Regions from separate parts of the Mus musculus genome. Here region 2 is linked to region 1. The links are chromatin contacts, called in public HiChIP or PLAC-seq maps. All regions are on one chromosome and are shown on one strand. Each heading gives the region's core, a stretch centred on a gene start, on an enhancer-like site or on the middle of the called end of the contact. The rest is flanking DNA. Distances are from core to core; before and after follow the strand shown.

The links. HiChIP or PLAC-seq counts read pairs in DNA pulled down with a chosen protein or histone mark.
Region 2: a contact with region 1 is called in an H3K27ac HiChIP or PLAC-seq map of the HPC-7 cell line, with 6 times the contacts expected there. The contact joins two enhancer-like sites. A contact is called at or near these places in 3 of 39 promoter capture datasets (the C10 cell line, cranial neural crest and frontonasal cranial neural crest), 3 of 15 datasets of contacts at CTCF or cohesin (large pre-B cells, pro-B cells and stem cell-derived epiblast-like cells), 2 of 484 Hi-C or Micro-C datasets (the CH12 cell line and bone marrow-derived macrophages), 12 of 115 datasets of contacts at active chromatin or transcription factors (the HPC-7 cell line, bone marrow-derived dendritic cells, bone marrow-derived macrophages and 7 more) and 4 of 9 other capture datasets (adipose tissue, embryonic stem cells, liver and 1 more).

What each region holds. Positions count from the first base shown.
Region 1 is chr9:21,217,161-21,222,766 of GRCm38.p6, forward strand. No RefSeq gene overlaps it. Among named protein-coding and RNA genes, the nearest start is that of Keap1, 19 kb to the right of the region's middle. Within about 2 kb of position 3,836, at least 271 of the 459 cell types and tissues checked have an H3K27ac peak or open chromatin away from gene starts, as enhancers often do. A contact at or near this core is called in the HPC-7 cell line, where this site is marked.
Region 2 is chr9:21,381,495-21,386,981 of GRCm38.p6, forward strand. The region is part of intron 1 of Ilf3 (interleukin enhancer binding factor 3); the gene reads left to right. Among named protein-coding and RNA genes, the nearest start is that of Gm36198, 13 kb to the left of the region's middle. Within about 2 kb of position 2,772, at least 7 of the 459 cell types and tissues checked have an H3K27ac peak or open chromatin away from gene starts, as enhancers often do. A contact at or near this core is called in the HPC-7 cell line, where this site is marked.

The sequences.
Region 1 (5,606 bases), core at 2,586-5,085:
AGGCAGAGACAGAGAGAGAGACAGAGGGAGAGAGAGAGGGAGAGAGAGAAACAGACAAAGAGGGAGAGAGAGAGGGAGACAGACAGAGATAGAGAGAGAGACAGACAGAGAGGGAGAGAGAGGGAGAGAGAGAGAAAGAGGCAGAGAGAGACAGAGAGAGAGAGAGACAGAGTGAGAGAGAGAGGGAGAGAGAAACAGACAGAGAGAGACAGGGAGAGAGAGAGAGGGAGAGAGACAGAGAGGTAGAGACAGAGAGAGAGAGAAAGAGACAGAGAGAGGGAGACAGAGAGAGAGAGACAGAGGGAGAGAGAGACAGGGAGAGAGAGAGAGGGAGACAGAGAGAGAGACAGAGAGAGGGAGAGAGAGAAAGAGGCAGAGAGAGAGGGAGAGAGAAACAGAGACAGAGAGAGGGAGAGATAGAGAGAGGGAGAGAGGGAGAGAGACAGGCAGAGAGGCAGAGAGAGAGACAGAGGGAGAGAGAGGGAGAGAGAAACAGAGACATAGAGACAGAGAGAGGGAGAGATAGAGAGAGGGAGAGAGGGAGAGAGACAGGCAGAGAGGCAGAGAGAGAGAGACAGAGGGAGAGAGAGGGAGAGAGAGAAACAGAGACAGAGAGACAGAGAGAGGGAGACAGAGACAGAGAGAGAGACAGAGAGAGAGAGGGAGAGAGGGAGGGAGACAGAGGGAGAGACAGACAGAGAGGGAGAGAGACAGAGAAGAGAGGGAGAGAGACAGAGCAAGAGAGAGAGAGGGAGAGAGAAACAGAGAGACAGAGAGAGGGAGAGAGAGAGGGAGAGAGACAGAGAGGTAGAGACAGAGAGGGAAAGAGAAAGAGACAGGGAGACAGGGAGAGAGGGAGAGAGAGAGAGAGAGTAAGAGAGAAAGAGAGAGGGAGAGAGAGACAGAGAGAGGAAACAAGGAGCTGGGTTTTTTTTTTGTTTGTTTTTTTTTTTTTTTTTGGTTATTAGCAGGCAGGGAGAAGGCAGCAGGGAGAATGCTGCAGAATGTGTTTGTGCCGCACTAGCCACATGCAGGTCAGAGAACTCACATGGGGGTGAGTTCTCCCCACTGTGTGAGTTCCAGGGACTGAGGTGATGCTATCGCGCCTTCACACGGAAGACAATTTTTTTGTTTGTTTGTTTTTTTTGAGACAGGGTTTCTCTGTATAGCTCTGGCTGTCCTGGAACTCACTCTGTAGACCAGGCTGGTCTCGAACTCAGAAATCCGCCTGCCTCTGCCTCCGGAGTGCTGGGATTAAAGGCGTGCGCCACCACGCCCGGCTTAGTAAGCCAATTTTTTAAAATTTACTCTTGTTAAAAAAAAAAAAAAAGATTAAGCCTGTGGTAGCACCTTTGACCCCAGCATTGGGGCGACAGAAGCAGATGAACCTGTGAGTTTGAGGCCAGTCTGATTTACATGGCAAGTTCCAGGACAGCCAGAGCTACAAGAGCGGACCCTGTCTCAAACAATTATTCTTATTCATGTGTACATGTGCAAACCTGTCTGATATGCGCATGCTGTCAGATCCCAGTGACCAGGCCGCCCAGTGTGGGTGCTGAGAACCAAGCCCATTCTCTGCAAGGGTAACAAGTGCTTACCCGCTGAGACATCTTTCTAGGCAGCCTTCTTTTTTTTTTTTTATTTTAATGTTTTGTTCTTAATTTTTGTTACATCTTACTATTATTTATGTGCATGTGTGAGTACGTGCACACACACATGTGCACATATCCCTCAGCACACATGTCCAGTGCAGTTAAGCCAATTGAAACTAATCCCCGTCTAATGTACAGATGGATGGGACTCAGCCTATGGTTATTTTACTTGGCTTTGGACAGTTACTGGGGTCACCCCTAATCTACTTCTAGCTGCTGGACTGGCTGCTCCCCAGCACTGTGCCCCAGATACTTGCTGTTTCTCCCAGCCATCTCCTCTCATGGAGACTTCCTCCTCTCTGCTGTGCCCTTCTTCTCTCTCTCTTCTCAATCTACGACCCCAAAAAGGCTACCCCACCTACCTCTATTCCTTCCAGTAATTGGCTGCGGTGGGTAGAATCCAGGTCATTAGCCTCAGTAGCAGACATCTTTGTCCCTTGAACCACTAGCCTACATAGTATATATTTTTTGTTTTGGTTTGGTTTTTTGTTTTCGAGACAGGATTTCTCGAACTCTGAAATCTGCCTGCCTCTGCCTCGCTAGTGCTGGGATTAAAGACGTGCACCACCACACCAAAAATAAATCCTAATGTTCTTCCTACAAAGAATGAATATTTGAGGTGACAAATATAATTATTTATTTATTTATTTATTTTTAAATAAAGATTTATTTATAGGGCTGGAGAGATGGCTCAGTGGTTAAGAGCACTGACTGCTCTTCCAGAGGTCCTGAGTTCAATTCCCAGCAACCACATGGTGGCTCACAACCATCTGTCATGGGATCTGATGCCTTCTTCTGGTGTGTCTGAAGACAGAGACAGTGTACTCATATACATTAAACCTTATAAAATGCCTACTGAGATTTTAATTTGGGGTTGATTTTATTTTTAAAACATTTATGCCGGGCGTGGTGGTGCATGCCTTTAATCCCAGCACTTGGGAGGCAGAGGCAGGTGGATTTCTGAGTTCGAGGCCAGCCTGGTCTACAGAGTGAGTTCCAGGACAGCCAGGGCTATACAGAGAAACCCTGTCTCGAAAAAAACAACAATAAAAAATTTTTATTTCTATTTTTATGTGTGTGTGTGTGTGTGTGTGTGTGTGTGTGTGTGTGTGTGTGTGTAATGGGTATCTGTAAGTGCAGTGCCCAAGAAGGCCAGAAGGGGCGCTCAGATTCTCTGGAACTAGAGTTGCAGATGATTTAAAGTCACCACGTGGTTGCTGAATCCTCTGGAAGAGCAGCCAGGGCTCAGAACAGCATCACCATCTCTCTGACAGACTAACAAGAGAGACAGACAGATACCCAGTAAGTCAGATGGAGTTTCCTGTGGGGGTTGATTAAGCAAGATCTCTCCCAGGTGTGGCAGCACACACCTTTAGTCCCAACACTAGGAAGACAGAGGCAGGTAGATTGTAAGTTCAAAGCCAGCCTTATCTATGTAGAAAGACCCTGTATCAAAAAGGCTTAAATAATAGAGTCACACGTAGCTCCGGCCATTCGGGAGCTTATATGTACGACGATACCCTTGAACTCATCATGAGTCTCCTGTTAAACTTCCTAAAGGCTTATTCCACCACACAGGCTTATCCAAAGCTTAAATCTAAACTAGTTAATGTATCTACTCAGTTTCCCTTGCTGACAAATACAATAGCACTATTCCTGTGCAGACTACACGCTGGACATAGTGTGTTTTACTACATTACTACCAACAATCTGTATTACCAGTCAAATAGGTATTTGTCCCAAGTCAGGTAAGGAGCCAGAACTGGGAGCACAAGCCCTCTCGCGCCCCCTTCTGGGCTCCTGCGGAACTACATGTACATCAGGAAGCGGCGCAGGTGCAGACCATCCGAGAGGCGGAGCTAGGGCGGGAGGCTATTCCAAGCTATTATTGGCTAAGGTCGCTGTCAGTTCTGAAGAAAATAGCCAATGAGGGTTGCGGCCGCTCGACTTCTGATCTGCAGGCTGGGTTCTACTGCCTGTAGTCCTCCTAATGACCTTGCTTTCAATTTGATTTGAACAGGATCCTAAGGTCCTTTTTCTTAGAGTATCCTGGCCCTCGCGTCAATCCTACCTTAGGGTAGTACCTAGTTTATCCTTTTATTTTTGAGACAGAGTTTCATGTAGCACAGGCTGGCCATGAACTCTTATGTCACTGAGCTTGGCCTTTCACTCCTAATTGGCTCCTCCCGCTTCCACCTCCTAACTGTCGGGATGACAGACACACACCACCACCCAACCCTGTGATATTTATCCTGAATGATCTCAGGTCGCTTTCCACTTCCTTAAAGGAAGCCTAATCAGTCACGGCCGCTGGACCCTAACTGTAGAACAACAACTGTTGTTTCTGCTCAAAGCCCTGGGCTCTGTCCGGAGCACTGCGATCTGCCCCACCCCAGCACTCTGGAGGGAAGGCAGATAACTAGGGTTTCAAGCTCACCCTCTTCTTGCAGAATAGTGATTTAGAGGCCAGGAGCTCACAGGAAGGAGGGCAAATTAGCTGATAAGGGAACTTAGCATGTCCCATGTGACATACCTCATGTGACACTGCTTACAGAATTGGGCTGATATTTCTTCTAAAATAGCCACAGAGAGAATCCAATGCACTCAGCATGCATATATATTTTTAAGTTTTTTTTTTAGGTTTGTTTTATCTATTTTTTGTGTGTGCATGAGTGTTTTGCCTGCTTCTACATCTGTGCACCACATATGTGTCTGGTGTTTAAGGAAGTGGTGAACCTCCGTATGAGCTACACATTGAACCTGGGTACTTTAGCAAGCAGAACAAGTGCTCTTAACCAGTTGAGCCAAGTCTCCAGCCCCAAGTTTTTACATTTTTATTTTACTCCTGTGGTATTTTGGCTGCATGTATATACGTGTACCACAAGACGCAGTACCAGAAGAGATCAGAAGAGGGAGATAGATGCTTAGAACTAGAGTTACAAACATCTGTGAGCCGCCCTGTGGATGCCGGCAATCAACCCCCAGTCTGTGAGAACAGCCTAAAGCTCTTAACAGTTGCACAGCCCTTGCAACCCCAGGGTATTTGGGGAGACGCCCCAGCTGTAGACAGGGACTGCCCAGATGTAAGGATGAAATTCCAGCACACGGAATAGCTGATGGCTGGTCTCCAAGGGGCCACACTCTAGCAATAATTTTCTAGAAAATCTAGCCAGTTCCATGCAACTCCATGTATTTGCTCTTGGGATGTGTGTGTGTGTGTGTGTTTTCAAGAGTTCAAAGTTAGATGTGAGTGAGGCTTCTCTTGTTTGTGGTGTTAGATGTCAGCACTAAATATCATCTCTTCATTCCCTTTCCATCCTGCACGTGTGTGTGTGTGTGTGTGTGTGTGTGTGCACGTGCGCAACTATGGGCATGATGTGCATGAGTGGGGACAACTGATTGCGGCCGAATCTCTTTTTTGCTGGGTTTGTTTGGTTGTTTGGTTGGTTTGGTTTTTTGAGACAGGGTTTCTCTGTATAACCCTGGCTGTCCTGGTGTTTGTTTATTTTTAATCCTGACTTTGATTCCTTGTTTGTTTTGACACAGGGTCTCTCTCCCACAGTTGGCTGTGTAGACCAGACTGTGTAGACCAGACTCACAGAGAGCCTCCAGCTGGCTCTCCAGGACTGGGGTCTGCACCACCTGGGTCCAGATCCTTAGTTTACTTTTCATTCTTGGTATGTCTATAGCTATATGCACATGCCTATCCTGGATTCCCCTGAAGCTGGAGTCGCAGGCCTGGTTATCTGCTCGATGTGGGTGCTGGGAACCTAACTCAGGTCCCATTCAAGAGCAGCACGTGTTTCCAACTGCTGAAACATCTGCCCAGCCAGTCTGTATTTATTAGGTCAGGGGACACATTTAGTGTGTGGCGGTCAGAGAACAACTTCCAGGAGTCGTCATTTCTGCCAAGTTGGTGCTTGGGCGTTAATTCAGGCCACCAGCCTTGCTGAC
Region 2 (5,487 bases), core at 1,522-4,021, 160 kb after region 1:
GGCTGTCAGGCTTGGTTTGCATGGCAGAGTTCTTTACCCATTGAGTCATCTCCCTTTTCCCCTTGGCTGTCCACTCTCTCCTCTATTTTTTTGAACTGGATGCCCAAACTGGCCTCAAAATGATCTCTAGCTTCAGCCTTGAGAGCACTGGGATTACAGACTGTGTCAACGCTCGGTGCCTACAGCTCTATGTGTAAATTCTATTTATGTGTGATCTCTGTCTATCAGAGTATAAGCTACACATGTGCAGGTACCTGAGAAGGCCAGAAGAGGGTGTTAGATCTCCTGGCTTACAACCATCTGTAATGGGATCTGATGACCTCTTCTGATGTATCTGAAGACAGCTACAGTGTACTCATATACATAAAATAAATAATTTAAAAAAAACCCAACCAGCTGTATATACTGTTGCATACCTGCAACCTCAGCACTTTGGGAGGCTAGGGTAGGTGAGTGTGAGTGGCAAGTTCAAGGTCCACCTGGGGGAGCTTGGGCAAGATTTATTTATTTTCTTTCTGTCTGTCTGTCTGTCTTTTTTTTTTTTTTAAAGATGTATTTATTGATTATATGTAAGTACACTGTAGCTGTCTTCAGACACTCCAGAAGAGGGAGTCAGATCTCGTTACGGATGGTTGTGAGCCACCATGTGGTTGCTGGGATTTGAACTCTGGACCTTCGGAAGAACAGTCGGGTGCTCTTACCCACTGAGCCATCTCACCAGCCCTGTCTGTTTGTCTTAAGGCAGGGTTTCTCTGTGTAGCTTTGGCTGATGGAACTCACTCTGTAGTCCAGGCCTTGAACTCGGAAATCCGCCTGCATCTGCCTGGGATTAAAGGCGTGCGCCACCACTGCCCCACGGCAAGACTTTCTTAAGCCATGAAAAAGGGCTGGGGCATGGCATAGCCAGAGGTGTAGGACATTTGCCCAGCATGCCCACAGCCCTGGGATTTATTTATTCCTACACCAGAACAGAAGACCTGGAGGAGCTTCCCAAAGAAATGAGCCCCAGGACGTCCATCTCCTGCTCAATGCCTTGAGGTTTACACATCCTCTTGTATTTTCTCCCTGGAGCATTTCCAGGAAACATCAGGCACGTAGTAATTTCAGCCAAGTATTTATCTGAACTAGGTATAAGCAGGTAGATAAATTATCCTCCCCTCCCCACAGTTTAAGGCAACAGAATTTTTCTTGCATGCTCTTTTTTTGTTTGTTTGAATTTTGAGACAGGATCTCACTCTGTAGCTCTGGCTGGCCTGGACCCTGCTTTGTAGGCAAGCTGACCTGAAATTCAGAAAGATCCATCTGCTTTTGCCTCCTGCATGCTGGGTTAAAGGTGTCTCTTTCTTTTTTTAAAGTTTTGTTTTGGAATTTGTGTGTGTGTGTGTGTGTGTGCAAGCACCTGTAGAGTCCATAGAAGGACAGTGAGTGTATCCCCTGGACCTGGAGGTAGAGAAGGGGTGAACTGCCTAATGTGGGTGCTGGACACTGAACTGGAACTTCTTTTTGTTTTGTTTTGTTTTTTGAGATAGAGTTTTTGTACATAATTCTGGCTGTCTGCTATATATATTATACTGGCCTCAAATGCACAGAGATCTGTCTGTCTAAATGCACAGAGATCTGTCTGTCTCTGCCTCCTGAGTGCTAAGATTAAAGGCATACTCCATTATACCTTGCTAACTTGGATCATTATCACATCTTTTTTTGGGGGGAGGGGTTTAAAGATTTATTTGTTATTATATGTAAGTACACTGTAGTTGTCTTCAGACACACCAGAAGAGGGCATCAGATCTCATTATGGATGGTTATGAGCCACCATGTGGTTGCTGGGATTTGAACTCAGGCCCTCTGGAAGAGCAGTCAGTGCTCTTAACCGCTGAGCCATCTCTCCAGTCACCCTTTTTTTGGGTTTTTTGAAACAGGGTTTCTCAGTGTAGCCCTGGCTGTCCTGGAACTCACTCTGAAGGCCAGGCTGGCCTGGAACTCAGAAATCCACCTGCCTCTATCTTCCCAGTGCTGGGATTAAAGGCGTGCACCACCACGCCCATTATCACATCTTCTAAGCAGTACATTTTTTTAAAGTATTTTTTACTTGTGTGTGTGTGTGTGTGTGTGTGTGTGTGTGTGTGCGTGCGCGCGCGCGCGCGCGTATGGGAGTACTATTGTCTGTGTCTGGAGTTACAGGAAGGTGTAGTGTAAGCTAGTTAAATGGGTACTGGTAGTTGAACTCCAGTCCTCTACAAGAGCAGCAAGAGCCCTTAACCACAAAGCTGCCTTTCTAGCTCTCAAGTATTGGCTTTTGGGATAAATTTTCCCTTAAGCTAGGCTGGCCTCAAATATGTCCTTAATCCTGATCTTGTCTCTATCTTCCAAGTGCTGACGTTGGAGCTGTGCATGGACATCCTTTTGCAACACAGTCTTGTATAGTTGACACCCACTTGAGTTCCAGTCTCTTCCTTTTAACATGGGAAGAACCTGCATCTTCTGGTGACAGTAACACTGTTAGGAGCAGGACATACAAAGGGTCAGAGGGACTTGAGCTTTGTGACTTACATAGGTTGACCTGCTTAGCTTTTAAGATGTTGTGCAGGGCCCTTCTGTGCTGTAGGAATAAGGAGGAAGCCCATAGAAAGTTGAAAGGCAGACAGGTCACTGGGCTGTGGCTGACTTCCCATATGTGCCTGCTTAAGGAGCAGTTACAGCCTAGGCTTAGTCTCTGACCTCTTATCATCCTACACATCTGCACTCTCTCCTTGCCCCACTTTTGGCCCCTGAAGCCTTTCTCCTCTTTCCTGAGCCACCTCTGCAGCACTCTGCAACTACCATGCTGTGCTGTTAGTAGTGTTGATTGCTAGGCAGTTCTGAAGCTCTTTAGGAGAGTCTCTGGCCAGTCTTGGCACTTTGTCCTTGAAGTTTATACCTTTTGAGGGTTGTACCTATATTCTGTCTTGTAACTAGTGTGGCTGAAAGGCCTCACTGGTGTGATGGAGCAGATTGGTGCTGTGGAGGGGCTTAGCCGTTGACTGGTGGACACTTGCAGCCTGGTCAGGCTATTGGTAGGGCACAAGAGTAGGGTAGATTGTAGTTTGCATGTTGCTTACAGAATTGTGTAACTGCTTTTGCCTTGTACATTTGGATGTCTTTTCTAAATGTTCATTTGTCTCTTATGTACATTCATTTTTATGGCGTAGAGGGGGGTACAGATGCCATAACACACCTAAGGAAGTTCAGATGACAGCTTGCAGGAGGAGTTGGTTTTTGCACCCTTATCCCTGAGCCATTCTGCTGGTAGCTCCTTCCAGAAGTGTTTTTTTTTTTAGTTTTTTAACAGTTTGTCCATATACATAATATATTTTGATTATTCTTACTCCCTCTTCACTCTGTCACATTCCTACTGAGTCCTTTATAACAAGTCCCTTCTTGCCTCAGGGTTTTTGTTGTTGTTTTATTTGTTTTGTTGCTGTTTTATAGCCCATTGCCTTTAATTAAGGTTGCTTATAAAAGTATGTTTGTATGGTAGTGGTGGGATTGTTCCATACTCTGGTGCAAGGGCAACTTAACAATGGTTGCAACACTGAAGAAAATGACTCCCTTTTCCTCAGCAACTACCAAAAGGGTCTCAGCTAGGGTGGGGCCTCATAAGCCACTCCTCCATCTATGTTAAAATGACATATCCCAAGCAGTGTTGTTCTCGTGCAGGTAGTCCCAGCTACCTTGAGGTTCTGAGTGCAGTGGCCAGGTCATGTCAGAAAGACATACTTTCAGTGTTCCTACCACATCCTACTCCTCTTAGCATCCTATCTGCCCACTCTTCTGTGCTGTTTCCTAGACCTTGGAGCCAGTGACTAGATGTCCCATTTAGAGCCATTCACTTAGTAATCACTTATTTTCAGCACTTGGACTGGTTATGAGTCTGCATTAACCCAAGCCCACTGCAAACAAGCTTCTCTGCCCAAGGTTGAGAGTACTCACCACTTTTCCTTGTGACCTCCTAATTTTTTCTGCAGTGTCCTCAAGGGTCAGAGCTCCTACCTTTTTTCCTTCTCGCAACATATTGTGATATTTTGGTTGATATTTTGGTTTATGTGTGTTTGATTTCTTTTTTGTATGTGGTGTGTATGCATGTGTGTGTGTCCTGCTCTATCACTCACCTTAGTCCTTACACAGGCAGTCTCAAGGAAGCTGGAGCTAGGGAGCGAGCAGAAAGCTTTAGCCAGCCATCCTCTTGTCTCTAACCTACTCAGTGCTGGGGTTACAGACTTTCCGTTATGAGTGTTGGGGGGTCACCTGCTGGTGTTCATGTTTGATTAGCAAGTGTTCTTAAATATTAATCTATCTCCTGCCCTGTTTATGTATTAAAATAGGGTTATAGCCTAGGCTGGCCTTAACTTTCGTTTTCTGAGTGCAGGGAATACTATCATGCCTAATAAGCACAGTTTGTTTTTCTTTTTGCCTGCCTGCCTGCCTGCCTGCCTTTCTCTGTTTCTCTACAGCCCTGGCTTTCCTGGAACTTGCTTTGTAGACCATCCTGGCCTTCAGACTCAGAGATTCCTCATGTCTCTGCCTTCTAAGTACTGGGATTAAAGATGTATACCACCAAGTTCCACAGTTTTCATCATTTCTTTTTCCTTTTCTTTCCCTCCCTTTCTTCCTTTCACAGCATTGGCTGGCCTGGAACTTGCTCTGCAGCGCCAGTCTAGCCTCCTTCTCACAGCATTCCTGACTCTGTCCTCACCAGGGGTTGGGAATAGTGCCTGTATTTCGTTGAATATTTCTACCCACAACATATTTCGGTAGCTTGTTAATTTTGTTTAGTTTATGTTTATTTTTTATTACATTTATTTGTGTGCATGGGGAAGAACACAGTATGTCACCCATGTGGAGGTTAGAGGACAACTTGAGGAATGTAGTTGTTTCTCTCCTTCCACTGTGTGGACCCTAAAGTTTGAAGGAAGGTCATCAGGCTTTGTGTGACTCCTTTTGTCCTTTTACCTCTGCCTGGATCACTTGTGTGTGCCACCATGCTCAGCTTTATATTACATTCTGAGTTTTAGTGCTGGGGATAATACCCAGTATCTGCAGTGTATTAATAAGCACGTGCTCTACTACTGAGCAACCCGTTTCACCGCCTGCCCTAGTTTATTTATAAAGCCCGGCATAATTTGGTGCTGGAGTGCCAGGGAAATGAGCATGTGCCTATCTTGTATGGGTGTTTGAATCTAGAATTTCTCATTTCTGTGACAAATGCCTGTAATCTAGCACTTGGAAGATAGAGATAGAGGAGAATCAGGAATTTAAGGTCATCTTTTTTATCTGTATAGAAAATTTTAGGCGGAGCCTGAGCTATAATAGAAAATACTGCCTTGAAAAACTAACCCTAGGATTGGGGAGCTGGCCTAATGGATAAATCTGAAAGCTTGCTAACTCTCCAGGCCACAGCAGGAATGGATGAAAACCTGAGTTAGAGTTCCAGTATCCTTGGGACAAGCT